Linked DNA regions of Mus musculus: region 1 is linked to region 2. A link is a contact called in public HiChIP or PLAC-seq data. All regions are on one chromosome and are shown on one strand. Each heading gives the region's core, a stretch centred on a gene start, on an enhancer-like site or on the middle of the called end of the contact. The rest is flanking DNA. Distances are from core to core; before and after follow the strand shown.

Region 1 (3,101 bases), core at 497-2,996, 38 kb after region 2:
TCTCAACACTGCTCCTCTATCACCTCCAGCCCCAAGGCCACCATGGCTGATCTCACTCCATTCTGTCCATGTCAGCAAACCCAGCTCTTCCTTGCTCCCAGACTCTTCGGTCATCTCCCTTCTGGCATCCTGACGTCCTCACAAGGTGCCGATTCCATTCTATGTGATACTCTTTGCCACCTACACAGTCACTTGATGAAACTTTAAAAGTGGAAGTGGGGTGATGTCATTCCTCAGATACTTTCAGAGTCTCTATAGCCCATTCAGAATAACCTCACAAAGCTCTCCATTCATTGACTCTGCTCCCAGACTTTGCACCTATCTGTGCTTTCCAAGGTTTTCTTCCTATGATTTAAGTCTCCTCCATGTTCTTCCCTTTGCTCTGTATTTTATACAGGCCAAAGTCCATTTGGTGTAGCTGTCACACCCTCCTCCAGATGTCCTCTTGGCTCGCCTATCTTTTTAATCTTGCTCAGATGTAATTGTTCCAGTGAACCCACCTTTGATAGTCCTGATGAAAGTCGCAGTTGACCCCTATGATAGACAAAATAATTTGTCTCCAAAGATGGTCATATCCTAACATCTCAAACCTGTGTCTATGTCACACTTCGTGACAAGAGAGAGAGAGAGAGAGAGAGAGAGAGAGAGAGAGAGAGAGAGAGAGAGAGAGAGAGAGAGAGAAGATAACTCTGGAATATTTAAACATGTTGGAGAGCATTGCAAAGTCTTTTATAAAAAGGAAGGTCAGAGAAGGACAGATAACAGAAGCGGAAGCAGGATGAGGCCATGCATCAAAGAATGCGGGTAGCCTCTATAAGTTGCAATGGGTAGGGGAATAGATTCCCCCCTGGAGCCTTCCAGAGGAATGCACCCTATTCATAGCTTGGCTGTAACCTTGTGAAAACTGTTTTATACTTACAACCTATAGACATGTTAGATGATAAATTTATTTTGCGATCAGGTTTATGAAAATTGTTTTTAAAAACTAATGTAAACTAATATAAATACAAAATAATATAGAAATGAATTCAATCCCCACCTCTACCCCTCTCAGCCCATGGACTGGCTAGTTCCCTCTGTCTTTGGATGATATAGTTATTATTTTACCCATTCATTCCTTTCACTTTCTGCTTTTACTCAGAAAAAGATCAATCCCACAAGATCAGGGAGTATTTTATTTGTTATTACACCTCAATATTAGAACAACCTGCCAGATGCTAAATTCGAAAAAATATTTGCCAGTGGCGATGTATTTGCCCTCTACCAACAGCAATATATCATTCTTAGGTTCTCTTTAATGTTATGAGATGTTTTAAATTGGGGGGGGGGTGTCATGTATGGTGGCATACAACTATAACCCAGCACTTGGGAGACCGAGGAAGGGAGAAAGTGAGTTTGAGTATGGGTGACATGATAAAGTCCCAACTAGCCATAGACTCAGTCTCATCAGTAAGTAAGTAAGTAAGTAAATAAATAAATACACAAAATGGTTAAAACTGTTCTTCCTAATATTAAGGGATTTGTTGTACACTTTTAGCCCTTTCGGGTGTAAGAGGGTTGGCAGTGTTCAATTATTTTTGGCACAAAGTTGATACAGATGAATTAGCAGTTTTACTCAAAAAAACCCACCCCCATGTTTTAAATGTCTTCAAATGTATTTCACATTTTCGATTTTCAAAAGCGACTAGCATTCCAAAAGCATTAGCAAATTCAAATGTTATGCCATTACCTAATAAAGAAAGCAATCTTTAAATTCTTGGCTAAATACCAACTTCCTGAAGTCACACAGCTTTGAATGTAAGGAAAGTCTTCTGGTGAGAATTCAAAAGTATGTTTCTTAGAGATTTAGGGAAGTAAACCCACCTGGGACATGCCTTCCCGCCTGCTTCCCCGGTCCCACCCCCACCCCCTTGCTCTTCTGCTACCACGAAGTCTCCTTTCTCTTTCAAACTGAAGACATGATAAAATGAACTGAGCCCTGCTTTTTATGAATCAGCCGTGATGGGTTTTCTCATCCTGAGCCACATCCCAGGCTCTTCTGGTACTCCTCTGCTGTCTGGGTCAATTTTCCCTCTCATCTGAGACATTAGCATCACTCCATGTGGTCCTTCAGCTCCATGCTCCAAGGGTGTCTTGGGACTGTAACTTCCTGCTCAGTGCTAAAGAAGCAGCTGTTGCCATAGTTCAGCTAACTTAGAAATGTGACTTTCTCTTTGTCACTATTGTGGAGTAGCTAGTTCTTTGACAATTTCATATGCATATGAAATTACATCCCGGTTACTCTTTCCTCCTACCCTCTCTCATCTCCTTCTTGCCCCTCCACCCCTCCTCCCCAACTTGTCCCTCTCCCAGATGCTCAAGTTTTGGTTTAGTTTAATCAGAGGTGTCCCTGTGACCACAGGATTGGCACTTGCTGTTGTTATCAAAAGGGACACAACAGAAGGTAATGACTCCCTCATTTTCTTTGTCTGTTCAAAGGAAATAATTGAACAGTAAGGGCTCCTCCTGAATCTGTGCCCAGCTATGGATGGCTCCATTCTTGTGCAGATCCAGTACAGCCAGCCAGAGCTGTTGAGAGTTCATGTTTACATGACTGTGGATTGTCGAAAAGATGGCATTTTGCAGTTGGCTACCTGTTATTTGCAAATGTCAAGGAGTGTGAAGACAATTTCTAGCTACCTGGTGCTTTTAGTCTAGTAAATAACTTCCGCTCAGCTTTCATGGTGACAAATATCAGACACTGGATCGTTTACTTTATCTAGTTCTCCAGAAAATGCAAGCGTGCTCTGCATCATTGGGCGGCCAGGAAATCGGTCTATTAACCTGTCAAACTCAGTGGAGGTCACAAGGGACACCGAGCAGAGGGACTGGATTGAGGTGGTTTACTGCAGAGACAGGTAAGTAGGAATCCCCCCAGCATCCTTTGTGAAGAGGGAGGAATGAGAGGGTCCTGGGAGGGCTTAAAGATGGAAATACCCATACACGGTCAGTGGCTCACAAGCCTGTTTCCTGCCATGGACTTTAAAGTATTTGACCTCAGGCTTCGTGTAGGTGGCTGGCCTCTGGCAAAGATTGCCTTACCTGAGCTCTGATGTAAAGGT
Region 2 (3,139 bases), core at 203-2,702:
CCACTAAAGTTCAGATGTGGAAACTAGCTAATCAAAGATTTAAGCATTGTTTATGTAGATGGATGTTTAGGGGTTTTTTCCTTCTTATCTTTTAACTTGGGTAAAAGTTATACAATGACGTCATGTCCTTATGGGCAGGGGAACTACCTCAGCAGACTTGAAACACTCTGAGAGGCCAGAAATAGAAATTACTTTTAAATCCTGAGGGCTTCAATACTCTTAACAACAACAACAAAAAGACAAGAAAGAAAACTTAAGTTGGGTGTCTTGATGACTATGCCAATAACCCCAGCTCTGTAGAAACTGAGGCAGAAGAATTGCTCCCAAGTTGAACACACAAGCCTGGACAACACAGGAGAATGCCAGGCTAGCTTAGGCTACAGTGTGAGATCATGGCAAAAAAAAAAAAAAAAAAAAAAAAAGAAAAAAAAAAGAAAAGAAAAGAAAAGAAAAGAAAAAGAAAAAAAGGAGGGAGAACTTTTAAATTTTCCTCTAGCCCAAGATAAAGGAAGAGTGTGTCTCTGAAAAACTGGAAGAGAAATGGCTATCCTTGCTCTTGGGGAAAGAATCCTAGGCTACCCCCCCCCCCCCAAAGCACTGAGCCAACTAACATCTCTTTCAAGTTGGTAAGAAACTACCTATTTAGATAGTCTCACCTCCTCCCCGTGTTAAATATTTAACCAGCTATTTGCTGATAAAGAAAATAAGGATCAGGGGAACCACAATAATCTCTGATGTAAAATTTGTAAGTTCGTGTCTCTTTTCTCTTTCACACGTTTTGGTTCCTGGAAGGGCGAACTGAAGGTGTAGAATTTGTTAGCGCACTTGAGGGGAAGAACAGACGGTCCCTACCTCCACTTCACCAGCAACCAGCCTGTTCAGACCTAAGCCTTTTGTGTCCACAGCTGGTTTCCCTCGATAAAGCGCGCACTCACACACGTTCGCACAGCCACGCACGCGCGCAAAAACTTTAGCCACAACTTGAGCGGGCGCTTGAGGACCAACCCATCCCTGCCGCCGGCCGGTTTGAACCAGACTGTCGGTACTCACGCTTGCTCTGACTGACAGCCACCGGGGATTGAGGCTGCACGATTTGCTGAGCCTGCCTCTTGCTCTTCCCGGCTTCGGTGCAGCGCACCGAGGTCCCCAGGCACAGGACTGCCAGCAGCAGCAGCCGCCCGGGTCCCGGACCCCTGAGCATCTTGAGTGGATGGGAGGAGAGTCGCCCTCCCCAGGAGGCAAGTGGCCACGAACTGTGGGTCCCCTCGCAGCCTGCGGGAAAAGTCCTGAGGTGGGGACGCCGGTAAGGAGATGGAAGGAGAGGACCAGAAGTTGTCCGGCTCACACCCTGGGCTCCTTTTCTCCCCCTGTGCAGCGCAGCGGGTGCGAGCGGTTGAGCCCCAAGAGCAGAGGCTTATATGGGACAGTACCTTCCCGCCCCCCACGAGGCCCTGCGCGCCGGGGAGGAGGGTCCGGTCCGACTCCTCCCGCCCCTCCTGCCGCCGCAGCCGCCGCCGACCGCGCGCCTATTGGCCCAGAGTCCGGGTGACGTCACGGGGTACGGTGGGTTCGCCCCGAACAAAAGAGATGCTGATCTCCCGCCAGGTCTGGGACTAGAGAACTTTTTTCCCCTTTCTGGTTTCCTTTGCGGTCGTCAAACTTTTGGGAGGAGGATTGGGGGTAGGGATGGGAAACGGCTGTAAAGTGATGTAGACTCGAAGGAAAGGGAGGGAGGGGCTGGAGCCTAAGGAAGCCTGGGGTGGTAAGGCTTACCCCCCTCATCTCTTAACTTTTTTTTTTTTAAATTGGTGGCTGTGGTGGTGTTTGAGAACATTGCGTCACCTCTGAGAAAAGTCTGTGCACACCAGAGTGTATTTTGTGGGAAGGGAAAAAGTCATAAAGTGGCCACCACCTTGTCCCTGTAGGAATCCAAACTTCACTTTTGCAGCCCCGGGGCGGGGCGGCTCCTTCTGGGTGCTTTTCCTGGGTCCTGGGCGCCGCCTAGGGTCCCCTATCTTTGCCTTTATGGTGTTAGGTAGGCTCAGACCTCGGTTTCTCCACGCAGTACCTGCCAGGTTTCAAGGAAGAGCCTGGGAGAGAGTGAGCGCGTGGCAGAGGTGACCCCCTTCCCTGAGCTTCCACAGCCCTCGGTTCCGCGCGGCGCTCTACAGATTCCAGAGAAACTCACAGGACCAAGTTTCTCTCTAAGAGGAAGCAACAGAAAGTTTCTTTTCTAAGTCGTGAAGCACAGTTTTCCTTTCCTGGGGATGGGGTGCCCGTTTCTTTTAAAAGGGCAGTAGTGAACAGCTTAAGAAGGGGAAAAGTTGAACTGGCTGATGAAGGGGGGCGGGGGGACCCTTCCCGTCCATGCCACGTTCACTGGGCCATCTGCACTCAAACCTAGGTGGCCTCTGAAGGGGGAGTTGGGGTGAGGATGGGTACAAAGATTTAATGTCTTGCCTCCCTCCAGACTTTACCCCGAATCCCCTTGCATGTGTCCGGGCGTTTATTTTATTTTATTTTATTTTATTTTCAGACTTCGCAGTCATGGCAGAATTCCACTATCCACCCCTCCCCCGCTGCCAGATTTTTTATATTTCAATTGTTATCTGCTCCAAGAATGTATAAAGTTCCACTGAAAATTCTCTGGACTTCCTACACTACTGAAGTTGAAAAGGGAATAGGAGACGTCCCCCTGAAGCCAGCAGCTCTAACACGTTGGTCTTTTTTTTTTTTTTTTTTTTAACCTTTCAGACACACACAAGCCCAGTTGCTTTGGTAGGGCTTCAAAAAGACCTTCAAGAAGCCCACTATTTTCAGAGTAGCAGATCCGAACCCCAAACTTGGCTTTCTCCCTCGGTTAGGCGCATGGTCTCCTTTGCTTTGAGAACATATTAAAGCTACTAGCTAGCAAAATATGTTGTTTGTACCAGGTTCTTGGATAATTTGAATTTGTGTGCTTTATAAAATCCTCAACACATTAAAGACACAAAATTAACATTTATCTTTATTGATGTAAAGAACTAAAAACAAAACAAACACACACACACACACACACAAAAAAAACCCACAGCAAATACCAGTTTCTTACAAGCAGTGTAAAATAAGTCAAGAATCTTTGTGACCAACACTCAGGGTT

The links. HiChIP or PLAC-seq counts read pairs in DNA pulled down with a chosen protein or histone mark.
Region 1: a contact with region 2 is called in a CTCF HiChIP or PLAC-seq map of the NIH/3T3 cell line, with 12 read pairs. The contact joins the enhancer-like site here to the promoter of Fn1 in region 2. A contact is called at or near these places in 3 of 39 promoter capture datasets (the 3T3-L1 cell line, 3T3-L1-derived adipocytes and macrophages), 2 of 15 datasets of contacts at CTCF or cohesin (the NIH/3T3 cell line and embryonic stem cells), 11 of 484 Hi-C or Micro-C datasets (adipose-derived mesenchymal stem cells, embryonic fibroblasts, embryonic stem cells and 2 more), 4 of 115 datasets of contacts at active chromatin or transcription factors (all in embryonic stem cells) and 3 of 9 other capture datasets (adipose tissue, embryonic stem cells and liver).

What each region holds. Positions count from the first base shown.
Region 1 is chr1:71,689,950-71,693,050 of GRCm38.p6, forward strand. It overlaps Gm46094. Among named protein-coding and RNA genes, the nearest start is that of Gm30160, 37 kb to the right of the region's middle. Within about 2 kb of position 1,747, at least 35 of the 459 cell types and tissues checked have an H3K27ac peak or open chromatin away from gene starts, as enhancers often do. A contact at or near this core is called in the NIH/3T3 cell line and embryonic fibroblasts, where this site is marked.
Region 2 is chr1:71,651,782-71,654,920 of GRCm38.p6, forward strand. It overlaps Fn1 (fibronectin 1), which reads right to left and starts at 1,453. Exons shown (of 46, transcript NM_010233.2): 1 at 1,051-1,453. The coding sequence starts at 1,201. It overlaps Apol7d (apolipoprotein L 7d), which reads left to right and starts at 1,554. Exons shown (of 4, transcript NR_040308.1): 1 at 1,554-1,605.